2 separate regions of the Mus musculus genome follow, and region 2 is linked to region 1. Evidence: chromatin contacts called from public Hi-C data. All regions are on one chromosome and are shown on one strand. The core of a region is the stretch at or near the end of the contact, and the rest is flanking DNA. Distances in the headings are between cores, read along the strand shown.

What was found. A called contact is a pair of places that touch in the nucleus more often than the background predicts.
Region 2: a contact with region 1 is called in a Hi-C map of forebrain, with 2.0 times the contacts expected there. The contact joins two enhancer-like sites. A contact is called at or near these places in 9 of 484 Hi-C or Micro-C datasets (the HPC-7 cell line, cerebral cortex, cortical neurons and 2 more) and 1 of 115 datasets of contacts at active chromatin or transcription factors (astrocytes).

The regions. Positions count from the first base shown.
Region 1 is chr1:40,882,655-40,889,940 of GRCm38.p6, forward strand. No RefSeq gene overlaps it. Among named protein-coding and RNA genes, the nearest start is that of Tmem182, 81 kb to the left of the region's middle. Within about 2 kb of position 5,182, at least 12 of the 459 cell types and tissues checked have an H3K27ac peak or open chromatin away from gene starts, as enhancers often do. A contact at or near this core is called in forebrain, where this site is marked.
Region 2 is chr1:41,034,016-41,040,766 of GRCm38.p6, forward strand. No RefSeq gene overlaps it. Among named protein-coding and RNA genes, the nearest start is that of 4930448I06Rik, 140 kb to the right of the region's middle. Within about 2 kb of position 3,101, at least 15 of the 459 cell types and tissues checked have an H3K27ac peak or open chromatin away from gene starts, as enhancers often do. A contact at or near this core is called in forebrain, where this site is marked.

The DNA of each region.
Region 1 (7,286 bases), core at 3,932-6,431:
CAATGGATTTCATTTCACAGGTAATGTCGTCATTCGATTCTAGATTCAATGCAGGCTAGGACACTGTGCATCTTACCACGTGGGAAAGTGCCTGGCCCTTGTCAGGCATCTCCGTACTTTAGCAACCTACTGATGGTTGCTCTGGTACAGCCTTTTCCCTCCTCCTTGGACTTTGTTGACAACGAGCCCCTGAGCTACAGCTCTTGGTATAGAACGCAGAATCTAATAGAGAGATGCTTGGACCAGGAGTTATAGGTGTGTTGGTTGTGAACTTATGATTTCTCCCTGGTGCAGCTCCTAAGACACATCTGCAGGGCCCCCATCTCAAGCTCAGTCTGCTTGTGCACTCCGATATCAGATACTCAGCCACCACCAGCAAATAGGTCCTGGTCACCCATTAAGCCTCAAAACCAGTAGTCATTCCTGTTAGCCAGCGGAATCCAGAGTCGACTCTGATACATAGTTGAGGATCTTCTCTGCTGACAGTGTACTTGTGGTCTACCCAGTACTTGTTATTCAAAGTTCTCTTCTAGTTTCTTAGAAATCAAGCAACTCTCTCAATAGATTGCACTCTTTCCTACATGGAATTTCTTCTTTGTCACTCAATTGTCTTAAAGGTTTCAGATCCCAGCCTCTCCTTTGGCCTTCACTGAGGTCTCCTTCTAAACTGAGGACCAACCGTTCACCAACATTTCCCAAATACTGCCTGATAGTCTGACTTCTTTTACACCTGTACCCAATATTTCTGCCCAGTTGGTTATGAGCCACTTAGAAACAGACACTAAGGTTCGTATTTGTTTTTAATCACCACCCCCCACCCCAGCTTAATTGCTTAGTGCTTGAATGGTCCATGTAGTCTTTCCTTTTGAATGCTTATTGTTTAAGGAGTCCTCTCCTCCCGCACTGGGTCTTACACATACTGATGAAGTGAATGTATGAATCTCAGGCTGGTTTGTATTTCTAAGGAAGGATGCTGGGAAGTGGAATATTAGTTCTTACACACACACACACACACACACACACACACACACACACACACACAAATGCTAAAATGCTTCCAATTATCTTTCCTCCCTCCAGTTCCCAAGCAGTGTGGCCATGCAGTGCTCTCTTTGCACAATGTATGCTTTGTAACTCCTTCTGTCAGGGTGATTAATGGATAGTGGTTGGTGACCAGGAGCCTCCATGGTGACCTAGTGGTCAGCTGAGGCCACCTTGTCTCAGATATTTCTATCCCCACATGAGATTAAAAAAAAAAAGATGGCTTTGCAAAGGAACTAAGGTTGCATTATGGGCATCTTTGCATATGGAGTCCTGGAGGCTGTCAATAGCTAATTGCATCCAGGCGGGAAGCCCAATTTGCCTGCCAATCCCTCATGGCTGGGGATGGGATGGTCACTCCAGGCCAGAGCTTAGGGCCAAATGTGATTTCTTCCTTGATGCTGTCTGCCTTCTGCTTGGGCCTGCTGTAACCTCTCCTGACATCCTGGCCTGAGAATCTCTATGCTGAGTGAGCAGGGGCAACAACAAGAAGCAGTGTCTACCCTCACAGTGACTCATGGGCCGACTCAGGTAAACAGAGCTCATCTTCACCATAACATGCATTCTTTGTGACTCTGTGGTATGTGTTCTGCCTTTCTCCCTACCCCTCAAAGCCCTCAAGCCACTGTTTTATGTCTTCTCTCATCCCTTGGAAAACAGCAATGGCTGGAGCCAAGAGTTGCTAGGAAGCTTATCCATGTATGGGGATAAATGACCTTGATCTGTACCAGGGGAAGCTTCTCTTGCTATCCTGGTACTGTCTTCCCAGACATTGTCCCTGGTCCTTAAGAGTCAGAGCAGAGATGGCGTACTAGAAATGCTGTGATATAGTAGTTGGTTTTGTGCGTCATAAACGAGAGTCAACAGAGAGGAAGGGGTTTCAGCTGAGGAAATGCCTCCATGAGATCCAACTGTAAGGCATTTTCTCAGTTAGTGATCAGTGGGGGAGGGCCCTGGTTGTTGTATGTGGTGCCATCCCTGGGCTGGTGGTCCTGGATTCTGTAAAAAAAAAAAAAAAAAAAAAAAAAAAAAAGCAGGCTGAGCGAGCCAGGGGCACCCACCATGACCTCTCCATCAGCTTCCAGCCCTGCTTGAGTTCCAGTCCTGCCTTCCTCCAGTGATTGACTAAGCCTAATAAATCTTTTCCTCCCCAACTTGCACAAGTTAATACTGGTGAGCCAGTACAGTATACCAGTGCACATGGATGAGAGTGTTATCCACGGATTTTCTCACACCACACCCCCATGTACCCTTAAAGAGTAAAAGAAAGGGTCCTGGATGTATGTCTCTAATCAGTCATTCTGAAGTAATGGAACAAACCATACCTGTCAGGATCCAGCTCACCACTATGTTAGGTTTCAGACCTTTACTTGGTCTCTAACTGTAGGGACACATAGGCGCAGGACAGTGGATAAATGGACAATGAGATGACACAGGAGGGCGCCCCCTAATGGTTGGTCTCAGTCGATGCTCATACCTCTTATTTCTGTTTTGAAGGTGCAGAACTGCACAAATCTTATCCTTATTGGTCTGACTGACTATAGTTTTTAAAACGAGAAATTGAGAAGTGGAATTAATTTCGCTAGTCGACAATTCAGTAATGACTGAGCTGGGATTTGTGCCCAGGTTGTAGAGCAGAGTCCTCCCTCTCCCTCTCCCTCTCCCTCTCCCTCTCCCTCTCCCTCTCCCTCTCCCTCTCCCTCTCCCTCTCCCTCTCCCTCTCCCTCTCCCTCTCCCTCTCCCTCTCCCTCTCCCTCTCCCTCTCCCTCTCCCTCTCCCTCTCCTTCTCCCTCTTCTTGGAGATATATATATATATATATATATATATATATATATATATATATATATATATATCCAATATTCTTCCAGCAGAACCCATGGAGTAATCTTGATTCAGAGACATAAAATGTTCAGTTTATAGGGGTGGCAACAGGGGTAGTACTACCTAGCAGAGACAGCCAGGCCTCAGCCTTGGCAGGAGTCAGCAGGAGGGACCTGGAGAGACCCCAGAAGTTCTCAGCTGTGCCTCTCTCAGGTAAGGAAAGATCAACAAGGACTGGAGACCGACAGTCATTGCACAGCCAACTATATAAGCAAGCCTAGCTCAGTCTCCATCACTGTCGGTCGCGTTCTATTTATACTCTCTAAACATCACGTGTCCTCCACGGGTCTTGCCTCAGCACATGCATCTGTTCCCAGCTGACATCACTCTGCCAATCAGAGTCTGAGTTGGTTGCCAGAAATTGCAGCACACCCCCAGGAATATTTTGGTGTGTCTCTCTCTTTGGAGTCCTGGCAAACGCAGTTCAACTATGCAACGTAAGGTGGACGTGAGTGTCGTTAACAAAGGATCCTTTATCGCATGTCCTTTCACACGCTTACTTTAGCAGAACATCCTTTCATCTGTGTCTGCTTCAGTGAAAAGTTCCTTCAGGAGTCTGCCTTAGCCTTTCTCCTGTGTCCACTTCAGGAAAACACTCCTTCATGTGTTTGCACCAGCAAAACACCACACAACACAACTGACTTTCCAAAGAACCCTTACGTTTCCATTTATTGGGAGTGATTTTTTTTTTTTAAAGGGAAAGAGACTTCTCACTCACATGTCTGTTTTCTATCTTTCTGAAAGAGGGTATTAACCAAAAATAAAATCAGTGTAGGCAGAATGAAGAGTTTTACATTTGCTTGGGAATGGAGTCAAAGTCTGTCCAGCCTTGCAAATGTGTCTTAGGGTTTTACAAAAGGCTGTCTATGCTTATAACTTAAAAACAAAGATATTAGTGAGACCACCACATTTCAGGAAGTGTGTGCAAGTAGATAGGTGACTCAGCCAATCAGAGTTCTCTCTGCTCTGCTCAGCCAATCAGTTCATCTGCCCTGCTCAGGCAATCAGTGTTCTCTCTGCCCTGCTCAACCAACCAGAATGCTCACTGTCCTTGAAGAGTCCTTCTTCCAGTATCCGTGTGAGACATCTCACAACTGCCTGTAACTCCAGCAAGTGTCTGATGTCCCCTTCTGGACTCCCAGGGACCTGCACTTACTCGCACACAACCCCACACTGACATGCATTCACACACATGATTTAATATATATATATATATATATATATATATATATATATTTAAGTAAAGAAAGGATGGGGTACTTTGTAAGGATGGGACAAAGTACCATCTCATTTTCTGTGTAGTTTGGGAGAAATGGCACCTTGTGCAGAGGTGAAGAGAGGCCAGCCACGCTTTGGGGAACCTGTGGTTTGGCCTGTGGGAAGGTCAGTTTGCGTTGGGGAAGAAGAGCATGTGTGTAGCCCAGCTCATCAAACAGATGTTTCTATTAAAAAAAGAGAGATTGCATGCTTTTTTCTCTTGTACATGTGAAGATTAAATATTCGTGTAGCATCTATGTTTGTGTCTATTTGTCTATAACTGTAAATGATTAGACCTGAGAAGGGCCTATTTGGGGCAATGATATAGATTATTGGCAGAAGGGGTAAAATATGATGCATGTAAGATCACACCATAAAAGGAACCCTTTTGCTTTTTACATTTACAATAATATACATACATACATACATACATACATATATATATATATCACATACATATATCTCATATGTATACACATATACATACATGTATATGTGTATATATACACACACAGAACAATGCTACCTGTGTTGATTTTCTTACTGTCCAAGGAAAAGCCCCTAATCAGAGAAGACAAAATAGAATCTTAATATTATTAGGCTTTTAAAGTGGAGTTGTGGATAGCTCTGTTGACTGGATTACTATTCTTCCAAAACCAATTTTCTTTTTTATGACTTGATACTTGATGGACACACAAAGGGCAACACGGTCACCAGCAGCCAATATGGTGCACACATGACTCTGTGTGTGTCGAGATATGAGTGACCCAGAAGATGTCCACTATCCAGGTGGAAATATATTTAGAGAATGTCTGGTTGTTAGAGGATCGGCATCCCAGTCTCTTTTCACCTCTTTACCCCACCCCTTCTAGAATGCTTTAAAGCAGGCCAGGGAGCTGATTCTTAGTCAGGTAACCTCGCAGGTTTCTGCTTTGTACTTGGGAAATCTCTTCCAGGAATGACCACCTGGTGGCGGTGCTGGGCACATCTTCTTCTCTGGAGTCTGTGTTAGGAACGACCTTGCCTTTCTTTCCCATGAAGCGCTCAGCCTGCCAAACTTAGAGGTACCACACATGCAAAAGAACGGGCTTCCAGCCAGCCTGTGGATCGGGCTGCGCAGGGTCCTTCTCCAAGGCTTTGCTCTATTCACGTGGGCATAGAAGATGAACGAGTAGTGTGCGCGGCTCCTAGTTCACTTCCCCTGTGAAATTCGCCTCCCACCTTTCTGACTAATTGGTTTAAAAATACCAGAGAGCTGACTTTCTTGTTATTGTTTTGTTTTGTTTTTATATAAGACTTGGGGTTTTCAGTTTGTATCGAAACGATCACTAAGGTTTCGTTCAGGCAGCAGACAATCGTACAGAACTTCATAAGGACAGCAACACACACATGCTCGTCGCTGCCCTGCTTGTCCCCACTAAACATGAACTATGACCTTGTCTTTTAAAATACTTCTAAGGCACAAAACAGCGTACGTTCTTTATTTGATTTGATTTTTTAAAAAAGTTTTTGTGAATATTAGACGATGCCTGGACCAGTTGGCTTCATGTTCCCAAAATGGCTGTAAAGGAAGGAAAACCTGCTGCAGGTACCTACATTGTACAGGAAGTGCGTACAGATCTGGTGGGGGCTCTGGCACCAAGTCACCAAATCTTACTTAGGTTTATCTGCCAGTAGAAGGCACACAATAAGCACTAGGCCTTGTGTCAAAGACTGAATGACCCGGTCAGGGTTCCTGTCTTTTGGGTGTTAGAATGTGCCAGCAAAAAACTGATCAGGTCAGCTGGGTCCTCCCACCCAGGAACATGTGACTTTCAGATCTTTTTAAAGCCCAGGCTGTAGACTGCACTAGAGGCCAGAGAGACTGCATGGGAAGCACGGAGCACAGCAGAGGTGTTTGTATGCGGTGGGGAGGGGCACTAATCCATAAGCTCCAAACTTGGTATCTTCGATGTATTTGTTAGCTAAATTATGTAAGAACTACTGGCGCACTTGGCCCATATTCTCCCTCTTGTAATTGAAAATTAAACCTTCAGCCCAGGAAAGTAACTGTCATTTGAATGAAGTTCAAACTCCACTTTCAAAGCTCTGAGCCCTCTGGACGACTTCCTAACCGGATGGTGTTGTTCCTTACAGTGTCTTCCCTGACAAGGTCCCTTTGCTGGTGACTTATATTCTTAACAGCTTAGAATATGGTATTTAGATGGTTGAAACTGTGTTTAGTGAACTTACTGACAGTCATCTTTCAGTTCAGAGCCAGGTCAGTGGGAAGATGTAAAACTAATAATTATTAATATAATAATAATAATAATAATAATAATATACTTTTGGTCATCAATATCCACATACTCCTCTATAAAATTTTAGGATGGTAAGCCAGAATAAGTTGTATAAAATCATTCAAAACACCTCCTGAAAGTTAAAAAAAAAAAATCAATCATATGTTTCTCTCTGTCACATTTTGGGTCTGAACTAATTTATTTGATGATACATCAATGATGAGAAGAAAACAGGAATATTTAAGAAATTAATGATATGGTGCCATGGATCTTCTGCCAACCACTTACAAAAAGAAGCCAAAATATTAATGGTATAAAATATGTTTCTATACATTTGGAATCTTAATGAGAGTCTTCTGATGTGTTGCGGGTCGGGTGCCAAATCCGCCTATACTCCAGTAGAGCTCAGGTATGGAGGAGAACCATGTGCAACTCGGATGAAGGTGAACTGAAAAGTTAATATTCATAGGATTTTAGTCAGAGCACATTCGTTAGAGGAAAAGGTAGAGAGAGACCTAAGGGATTATTCAGTTTGTGTTTGGTGAAACACAAAAGACGTCTCATAGTTTGCTGAGGAAAACTGTGGCGCTTCTTTCACTGGGTCCTCTCTCCCTTAATTTAGACTCTTGCTGGGTGATTCTTGCTTCTACACTGTAATTTCCAGTTTCCCCTAAATATAGACTCTGGATCCAAGCCATCCTAATTAAACAGCGAGGTTCTTTCGTAGCGAGCTCGGATGCTTCCGAAATCAATTTCAAGCTTTACGCGGTAGGCATGTGACCTGCCTCTTTGCCTATCCCTTTATCTGTTTATCTTGAAATGGTCAA
Region 2 (6,751 bases), core at 1,851-4,350, 150 kb after region 1:
GACCCAAGTTTTGAGTTCTACCTTTGGCTGCTTACTGGCTGTTTTTTACTCGTTTATAGTTTAATTACTGTGACCTTTGAGACTCTTATTTGTTTATTTATTTATTTACATTTTGTTTTTCCACCAATATAATGGGTAGAAGAGCTATTATCTCCAGGACTTCCCTATGGCTTGTACTGTGACAATGCACCTGTACAGAGTGCAATTTGCCATCTTCATGCGTATTGCAATACCATTTTCACCAGTAAGGAGAAAAGCATCTCTTGGGAGGACTTTACCTTTCTGACCACATATATGCATTGGATGCCACTAAGATCAATTTCTGGGTGAAAACTGTATTGCCAGTTCCTAAGATGGAAACATCCTATACTATATTCCATATATGATAGAGCACATAGCCATCTTCCCACAGCAATATACAGAGAGGAAACATGAAATAAGATTAGCAGGGCAGGCCCAACTTTAGAGTGAAGGGATATTTCCAACCTGGAATAATTATAGTTTAGATGCTGAACTCTAAACAAACATGCTTCCAGTAATGGAAAAGAGCCCGTGGGTGTCTGGATGCAGAGAGCCTTGCCTTTGCTACTTTGGAGAGCTCTACTTGGCGAAATGAAAGAGCAATAAAAAAGAAACACACATCTGAAAGCTGTCTTCGTTCCACCTTGCTATCCTTCTTCCTTTTTTGTCCGGAAGCATATTGTGGCTGCATGCTCTCCTGTTCAGTATCGGGGAAAGCCTTTATGGGACATTAAATTTCAAAGCTACAGGTGGTCCGCAAGTGCCACACTTCAAAGACGGTTTTGATGAAATGCAACAATGTTTGTGTAATACAGACCCTGGATCTTTGAACGCTTCCTGTTCAACTCACCCCGCAAAGGTTCAATTAGGAAACATCAGAAGACACAGAGCCTGGAGACGCTACCATCTGTCACTCAAGCTCGTCTTTTCAAATATCTTTTATGCCAACCTGGGAACAACAATTTATGTTGAGGAGGCAATAATCGTAACTCAAAAACCACTTTCAAAAAGGCAGTGCCCTTTTCTAGTGAGTGGGATGTGGGCCCACGTAGGTGCTCCTTGAAGCGAGTCTTTGAGCACTGGCAGCTTTTTGATTCCTTGTCGTGTTAGGACACGTCTCACTATTGATAACTTGTGCTTACTGCCAACAAAAAGATTCTAGCCCAAGAGGCCCAGCGTTCTGCGGGCCTTTGTATCAACGATGAGCATATTTCTCTGCTGAATCCTGTGGTTTTTGCCTTCAGTGAAAGAAAAACTGATCCTAACAGTTTTAAACTTGTTAATTCAAGCCATATGTCAGAAAGCCAGTCTCCATATGGTGCCACACCACCTTATATTTACAGGGGCTGCTTTTCAAAACATTATTCTAAAGCTATATCTGCCCTAAAGTTAATACGTTGCATCCTGCGTTATGGAGCGCTGTTACAATGTTCTGGGCTTCACAATCGCTTGCTGATGGAGCAGAAACACGCCGAATATTAACACTAATTTCTGCTAGTTTTATTGGCAAAAATGTGCTAATCAAGGGAGGGGAGATGTATGTTGAAGGGAGAATGGTTTGCCAGTTGTCTGTTGCCAAATACCGCAAAAAATAAAAGAGGAAACAGAGCAAGGGAGATCATAAATAACCTCCTTGATTGTAAACGCGACTGGGACGCTTCAGAGCGAAGTGCCCACGTTAGAAATGCAGTAGCGCCTAAGCGTCAGGATAGCTTTCTGTATTTGCTTTTAAGAAACGAGAGGAGGGGAGAGAGGAGTCTCGTGGTAGAAAAATCAGACTTGTGGAGCACAAGCCTTGGCTCCAGGTCCCCTTCTTTTAAATGGGAATTGTCTAGTCTGTGATCTTTGGAACCTGAGATATTAGAGAAGATTATTCTCCAAGATAACTAAGTTCGCTTTCCCAAATACCTATGAGTTCACTCCAGATAGATTAGGACACAGTTATCTCCAAACAGGTTTGTTCGATCTGCAGCATCCAAGCAGGCATGGTTTTGATTTGAGAGATGTTTAAACACAACTGGCACTGTATAGAGAGGGTCCTGTGCCTGAAACACGATTTTTCTCTGTCTCTTTCTTTCTTTCTTTCTTTCTTTCTTTCTTTCTTTCTTTCTTTCTTTCTTTCTTTCTTTCTTTCTTCCTTCCTTCCTTCCTTCCTTCCTTCCTTCCTTCCTTCCTTCCTTCCTTCCTTCCTTCCTTCTCTGTTTGTTTGTTTATTTCTTTGCCTCTTTGTTACATTGTTTCTTTGTTTCTTTCTTTGCTTCTTTTTCCCCTCTTTCTTTTAACATCAGAAAAACAAGTGATTTCCTCGTATCTGATTCCTGGTGGGCATTTAAATTTTCATTCTTGCTGTAGAAGCTCTTACAGAATTCATTGGCAAGAATTTCTCCTGCGTGAAGGAGGCTCCTTGGCTTAGTCGCTTGCTCTTCTTTCTCTTGTTAATTCATTATACCCATCCCAGAATCAATTTTTGACTTTGTATTTGTATCTCACCCCCTCCGTTTATTTGTATACTGATTCTTAGGTAACTATTTATAACCCTAGATTCTTTCTTTTTCTCCCCCCCCATCTCCTTTATTATTATTTTTTCTTGGAAATTTTGAAAAAAAAATGGCATAAGTTTTTTTTTTTTCTTTGAAATGTATGAAATGATTCCAAGGGGGTTTCTAAATTGTGAACAACATGCTGGTTATAAATACTACATTGTAGGAAATAGACTTTCCATGACGAGGAAAGGTTTTCCGACACATAGATACCAACGCATAAGCAATTGAACCAGGAAAAAAAAATACCTGGAGGTGTGCCATTTTCCTAAGTCCTCAACCACAGGAGTCTATATCAGCTTTCATAGTCTGTGTTGGGGACAGAGACAAAGGCTGCCAGACCCAGCCCTTCTGATTTCTGGGATACTTCAGCTCTTAAAAGTAAAACTTGGTATTCTGGAATTAACAACATATTCATGAATGAAATGGCTCACGGATTAGAGAATAAAACCAAACAATCCGTTCACAAGCTTCCCAGTTAATACAAGCCTCCAGCCAATCACGCAGTCACTACTCACAATTCCCCTCGCTAATGACTGTGGCTGGGGCGTTCGTTCGCAGAGCTGGGAGGAGAAGGCTGTATCTTTCTCTTTGCATATGCCGAGGAGAGGAGAGGGAACTCGGCCCAGTTTATTAATTCCAAACCGATGCAAAAGATTAAAGCTTTCTGCAGACTGTTAAGCACGGCTAAGCCTCAGTAAATCACTACATTTTTACAGTGCCTTGCTGTTTGCACACACATGCAGAGACTTTCGGTGCCAGAATGACGTTGGTCATCGGCTTAACGTAGGAAAGATGTCCCTTCGCATCACATGAATTCTTGTCCTGTGGAACGACTGGAAAATTTTCCCTTCAGACCAAGTTCCTTCGTGGCAAAGTGCTTGATTGTTAATTTATTTTTAACATGGAAATCAATATTTTGTTCAGTGGTCACTTATAGTTAGATCTTAACCCCATTGTCTTGTTTTTCCCTTCAACATGCTTGCTTTCTTCTTTCAGCCCCCCTACACGCCCCCCCCCCCCAGCCCTGGAACTGATGTTCTAACTTAACCCAATATATGAAACATAGAGCACCTTATGATTAATGGCTAGGACAATTGGCACATAAGATTTTTTTCAAACTAGGAACCACTGAGCTACCTATGCAAGCCAGTTTTGTTCTTCTAAAAAATGAGATGTCTGTGTATAGTTTAAGAATGTTAAAAGGGGGCTGGAGAAATGGCTCAGCAGTTAACAGTGCTTGCTGCCCTTGCAGGGGATGAGTTTCATTCCTAGCACCTAAATGGTATCTTACGACCATGTATGACCCCAGTTACTCTGGGATGTGCTGCCATCTACTAGCCTCCTTGGGCACTGCACACACATAATACACAAACACACATGCACAAAAAGACAGAAGGCAAGTACTCATAAAAGAAAATTAAATACAACTTTTAAATAACAGGGACGCAATATATAAAGCCCCATCATTGCACATTTCTGCTCTGCTGCTCAGAGAAGCATCCAGTGCTGCCTCTGGACTGCCTAAATGATGTGTGGTTCCTAACCCAAGCTTCCTAACCCAGCACAGGTATGGTACTTATCAGCTAACCCTATCACAGACCTTATGAAGATGGTGGCAGCTGACCGGCTTCCTTAAAGAGCCAGCTGGTGGCTGGTTATTAAATCACTGTCCACCCAGCTGACTCACCTTGGGTGTGTTATTTGACCATCAGCAGTGATCTGGTGAGATCAGCCCACCCATTAGGCTGCAATTTCTCATACAAGGTTAACACTGCAGAATGCACGTAAATGCATTGTAAATAGCATCTAAAACAAAACTTGGGTGATTGGAAAGACCCTTCCTCTGTTGGAATATCTCCATCAATGTTCACATTTTACTCATTTATAATAAGGATAATAAAATATTTTCAAACCTTTAAAACTTTAACTAAAAGTTTCAGTGGGACCTGTCATTTAGTTTTGAAATAACCATACAACATCACAGTACTGAGTAAAACTTCTGTTTTACCTGAAATACCAATATTGTGTGTAGTTACCCTAATCATTTCAGTTTCTAGTATAGGAAGCATGCTATATATTTTTAAGTTGGGAACTGAAACATGTTGGTCCAACATATATATAACATAACTGAAAGGAAATATGGTTGCAAATTTTGTTATATTTTTTGATCATTTGTCTTTTGTGAGTTCCTAGCCTTTGATATATATATATATATATATATATATATATATATATATATATATATATATGTATATATATATATATGTATATATATGTGTATATATATATGTATATATATATACACATATATATAATATCTATAAATAATACATAATATTATATATATCAAAGGCTAGGAACAGAGAACAGTGATGTATATGTATGTATATATAATCATATATATCATACATTGTACATACACATGTATATGAAGCCAAATGTCTGCTTTTTTGGATAAAGTGTGTTAATCTGACTGAAATCTGGTGACATGGAAATGCTAGGAACCCTCTGCAGACACTCCGTGGCCACCCAGCAGCCATTTTGATCTCCTCAGTCCAGTCCTGTTGTAGAAATGGAACGTAAGATCTGATAGACACCTAACTGACATCGTTTGCAGTCAAGACCTTCTTGGCTGTGACAGAGAGGGATCCTGAATTCATTCGGTTTCCTTAATCTCTTTCCTATTGGCTGGTGACATAGGACCTTAGGATATATGTGGCCAATATAATTAGTTTGGGCTCAAAAATAATTGGGGGTGAGTTGAACTGTAGAAAAGGCTGGGTCAGTAGACGGGCATGAGGACCAAGCTTTCCTTTCTGAAGGAAACTATCAAACACCTTGCCAAACCCCCTTTCCTGTTTGGTCTCCCAGTTTCTTTTTACCTTTCCTCTGGGTAGGATTTTGAACACTCCACTATCCCTGCTTTGCCATACTATGCCATTCTCTGATGGCATAAAAAGACAGCACAGCTCCTCAGTTCTTACCTTCCCATGGGCTTCTTGTCCTGGTGAGATGTGAGCTCCTGGCTGGCTAGCTCATCTGCCCTGGTTTCTTGTGAAATTGGGAGCCAAATGTAGCCTGTCACTGGAATCATGGCATTGTGCTGTCTGGGACAGGAGGAGGCTGTCCCTCCACAGTTTATGCTGTGTTCCTGCTATGCCATGCTCTCCCCGAAAATTGGCTGCTGGAAAGAACATCACGTTTATAGTCCTATCTTCTATATTAAAATGTGTTATTCTGAATTTTCTGTGAGACTTCCTGAGTTAATCCTAATTTAGTTTATTAGTAGAAAATACTTTTGTCTCTCTCTCTCTCTCTCACTCTCTCTCTCTCTCTCTCTCTCACACACACACACACACACACACAAACCCTCTAGAGAATCACAAGTACATATTACAAAGCTTCTGATGGACAGAAGGGTCCATGTCAAACTTTTGTCAAATTTTATCAACTGAATGTCTTTCTTTTAAGCCCACATGTCTGGATGTTCCCCAAATCTTCATGCCTGCTGGGGTAATCCTGTCCTTTCAATATTAAGTGAGAACGCTCAACACATATCCCATATGTGGTAGAAAGAATGTTTTCCGGGCTAGGGTTGGTTCTGTTACATTTGATCCAGCACCTCGAGGCTGGTGTTTGTCTTTTATCTCTTGATAATCTTTCTGTTCGTCCTGATTGTAGCTCCTTTGTGGAAAATGCTTCTCCTCTTACTTGATTATATTTATCAACACACAAGAGCTATTCGCTCAGTCTCTTAGCTCTCTGCCTCTCTGCCTCTTCCTCTCCTGTCCCCCATTAGAAAGTGTCTTTCAGTGTCAACCAAGCCTTGAACCCCTGGATGAGGCTCAATAGTTCCTTTCTCCCTGGCCTTCCATGGCCTTCAAGGGCCTTTCAATATAAACTTAATATTTATTTATCCCTTATTTGCTTTGCTCATTTGTTTGCTTGTTCGATTGCTTTGTGCATATAAGTAGCTTTTGACTGCATGAAAGTTTATGCATCAAGCATGTCCTTGATATCCAAGGAAGACAGAAGAGAATAGCGGATCTCCTGGTGTGAGCTATTTCATGTGTGCTGGGAATCAAACCTCCGAAAGAGCAGCCAGTGTTCTTTCTTACCTGCTGAGCTGTCTCTCCAGGTCTTTAACATAAAAATTTAAAGTTCCAATCAGGTGGAGAAGAAGGATG